2 separate regions of the Rattus norvegicus genome follow, and region 2 is linked to region 1. A link is a contact called in public Hi-C data. All regions are on one chromosome and are shown on one strand. Each heading gives the region's core, a stretch centred on a gene start, on an enhancer-like site or on the middle of the called end of the contact. The rest is flanking DNA. Distances are from core to core; before and after follow the strand shown.

What was found. Hi-C and Micro-C count contacts between places; a contact is called where the count stands out from the background.
Region 2: a contact with region 1 is called in a Hi-C map of mammary epithelial cells, with 2.7 times the contacts expected there. The contact joins the enhancer-like site here to the promoter of Jun in region 1. A contact is called at or near these places in 2 of 12 Hi-C or Micro-C datasets (the Rat2 cell line and mammary epithelial cells).

What each region holds. Positions count from the first base shown.
Region 1 is chr5:115,011,166-115,014,720 of GRCr8, forward strand. It overlaps Jun (Jun proto-oncogene, AP-1 transcription factor subunit), which reads right to left and starts at 1,828. Exons shown (of 1, transcript NM_021835.3): 1 at 1-1,828. The coding sequence starts at 970. LOC100911221 (a long non-coding RNA gene) reads left to right here and starts at 2,090. Exons shown (of 10, transcript XR_010051917.1): 1 at 2,090-3,095.
Region 2 is chr5:115,059,202-115,062,756 of GRCr8, forward strand. LOC100911221 (a long non-coding RNA gene) reads left to right here. Exons shown (of 10, transcript XR_010051917.1): 8 at 1-3,555. Among named protein-coding and RNA genes, the nearest start is that of Jun, 48 kb to the left of the region's middle. Within about 2 kb of position 1,815, at least 21 of the 93 cell types and tissues checked have an H3K27ac peak or open chromatin away from gene starts, as enhancers often do.

The DNA of each region.
Region 1 (3,555 bases), core at 578-3,077:
GGCACCCACTGTTAACGTGGTTCATGACTTTCTGTTTAAGCTGTGCCACCTGTTCCCTGAGCATGTTGGCCGTGGACGCCAGCTCGGAGTTTTGCGCTTTCAAGGTTTTCACTTTTTCCTCTAGCCGGGCGATCCGCTCCAGCTTCCTTTTCCGGCACTTGGAGGCAGCGATGCGGTTCCTCATGCGCTTCCTCTCCGCCTTGATCCGCTCCTGAGACTCCATGTCGATGGGGGACAAGGGCGGCGTCTCTCCCGGCATCTCCGGCACCGTCTGCGGCTCTTCCTTCAGCGCCTGCAGCCGCGGGTGCTGCACCGGGATCTGTTGGGGCAAGTGGTGCGGCGGCTGAGGCGGCTGCTGCTGCTGCTGGGGCTGCGATGGAAAGGCCAGCCCGGTCGCGCCATAGGAGGGCGCCCCACCGCCGCTGCTCAGCGCACCCGGGTTGAAGTTGCTGAGGTTGGCGTAGACCGGAGGCTCACTGTGCAGGCTGGCGCTGTAGCCGCCGCCGCCGCCAGCGCCAGCTACTGAGGCCACAGCGGGAGCGACCATGCCCGCCCCACTGACAGGTTGTGCCGCGGAGGTGACACTGGGCAGCGTATTCTGGCTATGCAGTTCAGCTAGGGCGCGCACGAAGCCTTCGGCGAAGCCCTCCTGCTCGTCGGTCACGTTCTTGGGGCACAAGAACTGAGTGGGGGTCGGTGTAGTGGTGATGTGCCCATTGCTGGACTGGATGATCAGGCGCTCCAGCTCCGGCGACGCCAGCTTGAGCAGCCCGACGTCGGGCGACGTGAGAAGGTCCGAGTTCTTGGCTCGGAGGTGCGGCTTCAGATTGCCCACCGGGTCGGCCAGGTTCAAGGTCATGCTCTGCTTCAGAATCTTAGGGTTACTGTAGCCGTAGGCGCCACTCTCGGACTGGAGGAACGAGGCGTTGAGGGCATCGTCGTAGAAGGTCGTTTCCATCTTTGCAGTCATAGAACAGTCGGTCACTTCACGCGGGGTTAGCCTGGGCTGTGCGCAGAAGTTTCGGGGCCGCAACAGCGCGCCGGGAAGCGGGGGATACCCGCGCGTCCCCGCTTCAGTAACAAAGTTTGTTTAGGAGCGTGCGCTCCAGACCGCAGTGCTCCCCCCTGCGCCCTCCTCCCCAGTTCGCTCCAGGGAGCGCAGGGTTAAGACACCGCTTGCACTCACGTTGGTTGGCTCCCGCGCGATCCGGAGCTTTGAAAAGTCGCGGTCACTCACGGAGCGCTCTCGGGAAGCAGCGGTTCCTCGGAGCCCGCGGACCAGCCCCAGCGACAGAGGTTCTCCGGCGGCGCAGACCAGTCGTCACGGAATTCTTGGTGGAAGCCCGCGATCGGGCTCTGCCGCCCGGCCTCCGACAACTGTCCCCTCCTCCGCTGTGAGGGGGAGGGGGACGCTAGGCAGCCGCGGCTAGCACTCGCCCAACTTCAGCCGCCTGTGCGAGCTGGTATGAGTATAGGTTCCTCTTCTCCCTTTTCTTTACGGTCTCGGTGGCAGCCTTAGGCGCAGAAGAGGTTTTGCAAAAGTTCGCTCCGGGCCACTTGTTCCCGGTCCTCTGGGTCAGGAAAGTTGCTGGCCGGTAGCCGCTCGCCTATTTCCTCGCGCGGTCCGGAGCCGTTCTCGATGCTGTCAGCAGTGCCGGGACTTGTGAGCTTCTTCTCCGGGAAAAGCGGGAGAAGGGACTCTCCAAGTGCTCCCCAAAACACCGGTGCAGGAGCTGCGGGCGCTGGATCCAGGCAGTTGGTCAGAAAATGAAGACAAACAGATGAACAGCCCGGAGTCCGCGGACGACCAGGTTAGCCGAGTCCGTCCGTCTGTCTGTCTGCCTGAGCGCTCTCCAGCTAGGCAGTCTCTGCCACACTCAGTGCAACTCTGAGTCCTTATCCAGCCTGAGCTCAACACTTATCTGCTACCAGTCAATCCCTAAAAATAGCCCATGATGTCACCCCAAGGCCTTCCCATTGGCTTGCGTCGCTCTCAAGGGGGCGGGCCCACCCGTCGCCATGGAGACCTCACCCTAGAAGATTCTTCTCTGGGCCCGCGAAGGCTCACGGGATGAGGTAATGCTCCGCTGCGCTCCTACAGTTGGGCCCTTCTTTCTCCACCTCCCTCCCCCTCCCGCGCGTTGCTCCGGCTTGTGTTCCCGGGTTCCCTCCCCGGCGCGTCTTTCCCGGCCCGCCCGGTGCATTGTGGGCTGACGTCTTGGTTTGGCTGTCTAGTGACGGAGGCTGCCGGGTCCGCTGGACCCTTGCGGAGTCTGTCGGAGGCGGGCTCAAGTTCAGGGCTGGGGACCCAGACCGAGACGCGGGGATCCAGAAAGCTGGGGAGACGCGCTGGTGGCCTGGGGCGGAGGGCTTGGGTGGGAGTAGAGGTTACACACACACACACACACACACACACACACACACACACACACACACACACACACACGAACACACGAACACACCCGTGAAAGGGCTGAATGATCTGGGCGATTGAAGCTGGCTCCGCACCCCCGCACTTCCGGGAGACAGAGCGACGCGGGTTAATATGGTTGTGTTCGCCCCGGGTGCGGGAGCGGCAAGTGGGTTGAAGTTGAGCGGGTTTGAGAGTGGCCCTCCCACGCCGAGTGCGCATGGAAGTTTAGTTTCGGAGAAGGATCTGCGCCGCAGTGTGCTGTGCTGGAAACCAGAGATTTGCTGTGCTCGGAATGAATTCACCAGGGTCCCCGGCACAACACTTCATTTTCTGGGGACGTGCCGGGAGGGGTTCGCTTTACCTCGGAGGGACCCCCTTCTAGGTGTGAAAGATGCCACCCCGGCTCCTTGGGGTATGGAAAGCAACATATAAAGGTTCGAAACTCAGGAAACCCCAGCGCTCGCCTGCACTAGCACATACACACAGCCCCGCGCACACTCAGTTCGCGCCCGCCCTTCCTCCCTCCCTGATTTGCTTCTGGGAAAACAAGCCTTGAGAGCTGCGGACTCGCCCCGAGTCACGGTGCTTAAGCAGGAGTCCCTGGTAGAAAGACTGAAAAATCCCCTCCCCGCTCGATGGTGGATTCATATCCTGTGCGGCCTCTAGGAAGCGCTAGACACATGTAAGTTGTTTCTTTTCTAAGGTTCTGCTATCCGCCCTCCACCCTCTACCCCTTAAGACTGACTAAAGAGGTGGCGAGCTTGGTTCTCCCAGGGCAAAAGTGCAAATCTCAGAACTTTCTGAACTTTATTGGTCTCATCTAGAAGTAGAGTGGATGAGGTCCATCCACTACATCGGGCTGCTAGGCATTAGTCTTGACTCTGAGACTAGAAGGTGGTCAATTGGTGCCCCTTTCCCTACCAGCTTCGGAGTTACCCCAGGCCTTCGGTGGGGTGGGGTGAGGGTGGGACGATTTGGAGGATACTGGGTTGTGATTTGGCAGGAGCCAGTGTATTTTCCTAAGCGAGGTAGGAAAGGACCGGGAACCAGCTGTTCCCTAAGCCGCCCTTCAGCCTAGGACTTGAGGTTTAAAGTTGGACTTTAAGTTCCTAGGTTCTAATTTGGACTTTGCTGCCTCAGAA
Region 2 (3,555 bases), core at 565-3,064, 48 kb after region 1:
ATGTTTACCTTTTCAAAGGTGCTATTCACTTCAGCTTTATAGAAGGGGAAAATCCTACTAGTCATTTTTACAGTAATTTAAAAACCACAAACTTCATGTCCTTTTAAGTTAGTAAATATATGAAACTCATTTCACTCTTAATAGTCTATAAAAATCAACATCAGTTTAAATTAATCATCTGTTTGTAGCTTACATGGTATGGTTCAAATCTCAAATGCATTTTTTACAGCAGCGTTTGAAGGCCGACGTAGGAAAGAATGACAGAAGGGACCCCGCCAAGCCTGGAGCCAGGTTTGATGCTGGCTCCCAGTGTTCCCTAAGAATGATAAAATTACAGCAGCAGACAGAAGATCAGAAACTCCATGAGCCCTCCACGAGACTTGGGGGAGCACACTGGCTTTACGAGTAGCCCTCCAGGCTCAGGCCTGCACGGAGTTCTGCTTCTCCTTATTACTGAACCTCGGTCTCTTTATTTGTAAAAGTGTGAAAATGTAACACACAGCATGGGCTCACCTCGAAGACTGGATGGGGTGACACGTTAAACACTAAAAAGAGCGGGTGGCACACGGCGCGCTTGACTGTTACAGATTTCATAATCAGAAAGACCTAGATTTGGGTGGCAGAGAAAGCACTGACAGCTGGTATGCTGGATCCCTCAAGCTCTAGGTCATATAACGATTTCTTCCTCAGTTTTCTTTTCTATTAAATGGGGTCAAAAGTGACACCAACCTCAGAGGGCTGATTGTGTGGGTGGACTGGAAGGTAATCTTCTATTTACTCAAAGAAGGTGCTAAGTAGCTGTGAGGTGGAGAGCAGGGTCTGTCATTCGAAGTCCTTATCTCCCCATTTGTCAGTCCAGGATGCCCTGTTTTGCCATATGAGTTTATGAGCTAGAAGTCACATTTATGAAGCACTGACCCCAATGACAAGTACTTATGAGGATCGTGTAAGACGGATGCTTTTATTTCTAAGTTCCCTCCTGCTTTGTCTGAGTTCTAGCTCTGGATGAATGGATGAGGCAAGTTTGATTTTCCAAGGTTTCTTTGACAGCCCAGAGTTGGGCAAGGAAGGAGAGGGGGCCCCATCCACTGGAAACCACAACCTGACAATGAACTTCCTTAATCAGTGCACTGCAGAATTCCTCCAGCTGCTTCTCCTTTGGAGTCAATTAGAACCTGCTGGGCCCCTGCTCTTTTTCTGAGAGGAGCAAATGTCAGCCCACAGCCAAGATTTAGAAATTTGCCACACCGGATCAGAAACAAATCCATCTGTGACGAGGTCAAGGTTCTCCTAGGCCAAGGCTTCAGCTATGGAGTCCCTGTAGCCTGCAGGGTGGCCTCCAGCCTAAGGTCAACAACTGCCTGTGGGGCTACCAACAAGTGCTCTCCTGTCCCTAGTTGGTAACCACCCAGATTTCCATTTCAGAAGGTGAGTCATGTTCGGATGTGGACAGTACATTAAATAACAATTTTTAGGATGTGAGTGTCAGAGTTGCACAGCAAGAATGCATTTGCTTTGGAATGGGACCTCTTCCTACGTGCCCAGTCTTCTAATCTCTTCCATCTGTCTACATTTCTGCTGAGCCCCAATAGGCCCCCAGGGCCTCCTGAGTGGTGAGGCTGCCCTGGGCACCAGTTCCTCGGAGACGTTCTTGCCAGTGCCCAGGGCCGGGAAGAGAAATCAGGTAGTTCTCCGTGTGTTCTCTATTTCACATGGAGAATGGCAAGGAGGCTGTGTGCTCCCTTAGAGCTCTCTGGTCCTTGGATCATACAGCTGCTCACACATGCTCAGTGAGTGAAAAACGGCAGTTGCCATCAATGAAACACTTAACTGGGCTCAGCTCCGTGGGAGGCGCTGGTGTTAGCCATCTGCTGAGCTGAAGGCATCAAAGCAAGCATCTTTGATTGGTTTCAGAAAAAGAAGGTAGAATGGTGGCATTGGCACACTTATGACTTGCCAGCTTCTCTCCTAGGTGCCATAATATACACCCGATAGAAGTCAAAGCGGGCTTAAGGAAAGGGCCACATTAAGTGTGGGGCCAAAGCCTCCTGCCCTGTTGTGCTGTCAGAAAGGGCCATGGGTCTGCTTCCTTTGGGTGCTGAGCCTCCTTGGGTGCTGCTCTCACTTAGGAGGGCCCAGACCAGCAGTACTCCTAAGCACAGCTGGGCTAGGGTGACAATGGAAGTGTGAAGGATCGGTGTGAAGCAACAGTGTTCTGCCAGGACATGGTGCAAGGCCAAGATGGGGCCCACAACAGCCTGTATCCTTGTGGTCCTGTTGATTGTTAAGAGTTGGTGGCTACTCTGAGAATGCCCTGAGGAAGAAGTCTCCGGGCATTTCATAAGCTGGGAGATGATTGCCTTTGCCTGCTCGTCCCCATAGGAGGAAGGAACAGCAGACTTTACTGTTGTGACATTAGTCTGAGGACCACGTGCTGGTAAGAGAAGAGCAGAGAGCCTTGGGTCCTGCCTTCCGCTCGAGAGATCTGGGTAGTGATGTGTTTCAGCTTTTTACCAGTGCTTGTCATGGTTTTGCTTTGACCCTGCACCTCTAGGTAGCCCTGAAGGATTTCGTGGAGTGCACTTTCAGTTTAGTTTCAGGGTCCGGGTTGGGGTGAGTGGGGGAGCACACTGCTTTTCTGACTACTCTCATGAGGGCAGAGATGGGTAGCTTAAAATGACACATGTGGACTATTTCACAGCTCTGGAGGAGAATCTGCTGGTAACATGTCTATGGGGCTTGTCTCCTGCTGGAGGCTCTGAGGAAAGGCCTCTCTCCCGTCTTCCATGGCTCCTGGAACTTTGGCCTCAGCTTTCAAGTACTCACAGAGCACCACTGTTGTTTAGCTCTGTCTTCCTATTGCCTTCTTCACCACCCACCCATATAAAGACATTTGTCATTGGATTTAGGCCCCACCAGGATCCAGGACCATCTCGTCTTGAGATTCTTAACTCAACATTCAAGGAGCCCTTTCCAGATACAATGACTGTCACACATTTCCTGTCAACAAGCCTTGTTGGCCCCATTCAACTCATCACAAGGGTCAAGAATAACAGAACAAACAAGATATGACTAATTACACGTTGTAAGGAGTGAGCAAAGGATGCTTACAGAGTTATAGAGCGGCTTCAGATTCCCTACCTAGAAAGTGAGAACAGTACCTAACTCATTCAACTGCTTGAGAGTTTAATGTGTAGCTGTTGATTGACGGAAGAAGGTGCGCCTAGCTTAGTGGTGCATAGTATGTTTTCTTCCTCTAGATTTAAGTTTTTGTCTTTCTTCTCCATCTCTTCCACCTTGTTTGTTCATTTGTTCAGCTCACTGCTCTGAGGTCCTACTGTGTGCTAGGTTTTTATTCTAGATATAGAGAGCACTGCAGGGAATAGGCAAAAGTTTGATTTCCTAATAAGTTTATGGCTTAATCTATGTAATTGTTACATTTTACAGTTATGTGTCAACTTGACTGAACCACAGAGTGCCTGTATCTGTCTTTAGTTTTTTTTTAATTTAATTAATTAATTAATTTTTAGTGTTTCTAAAATAATATTTCTAGAT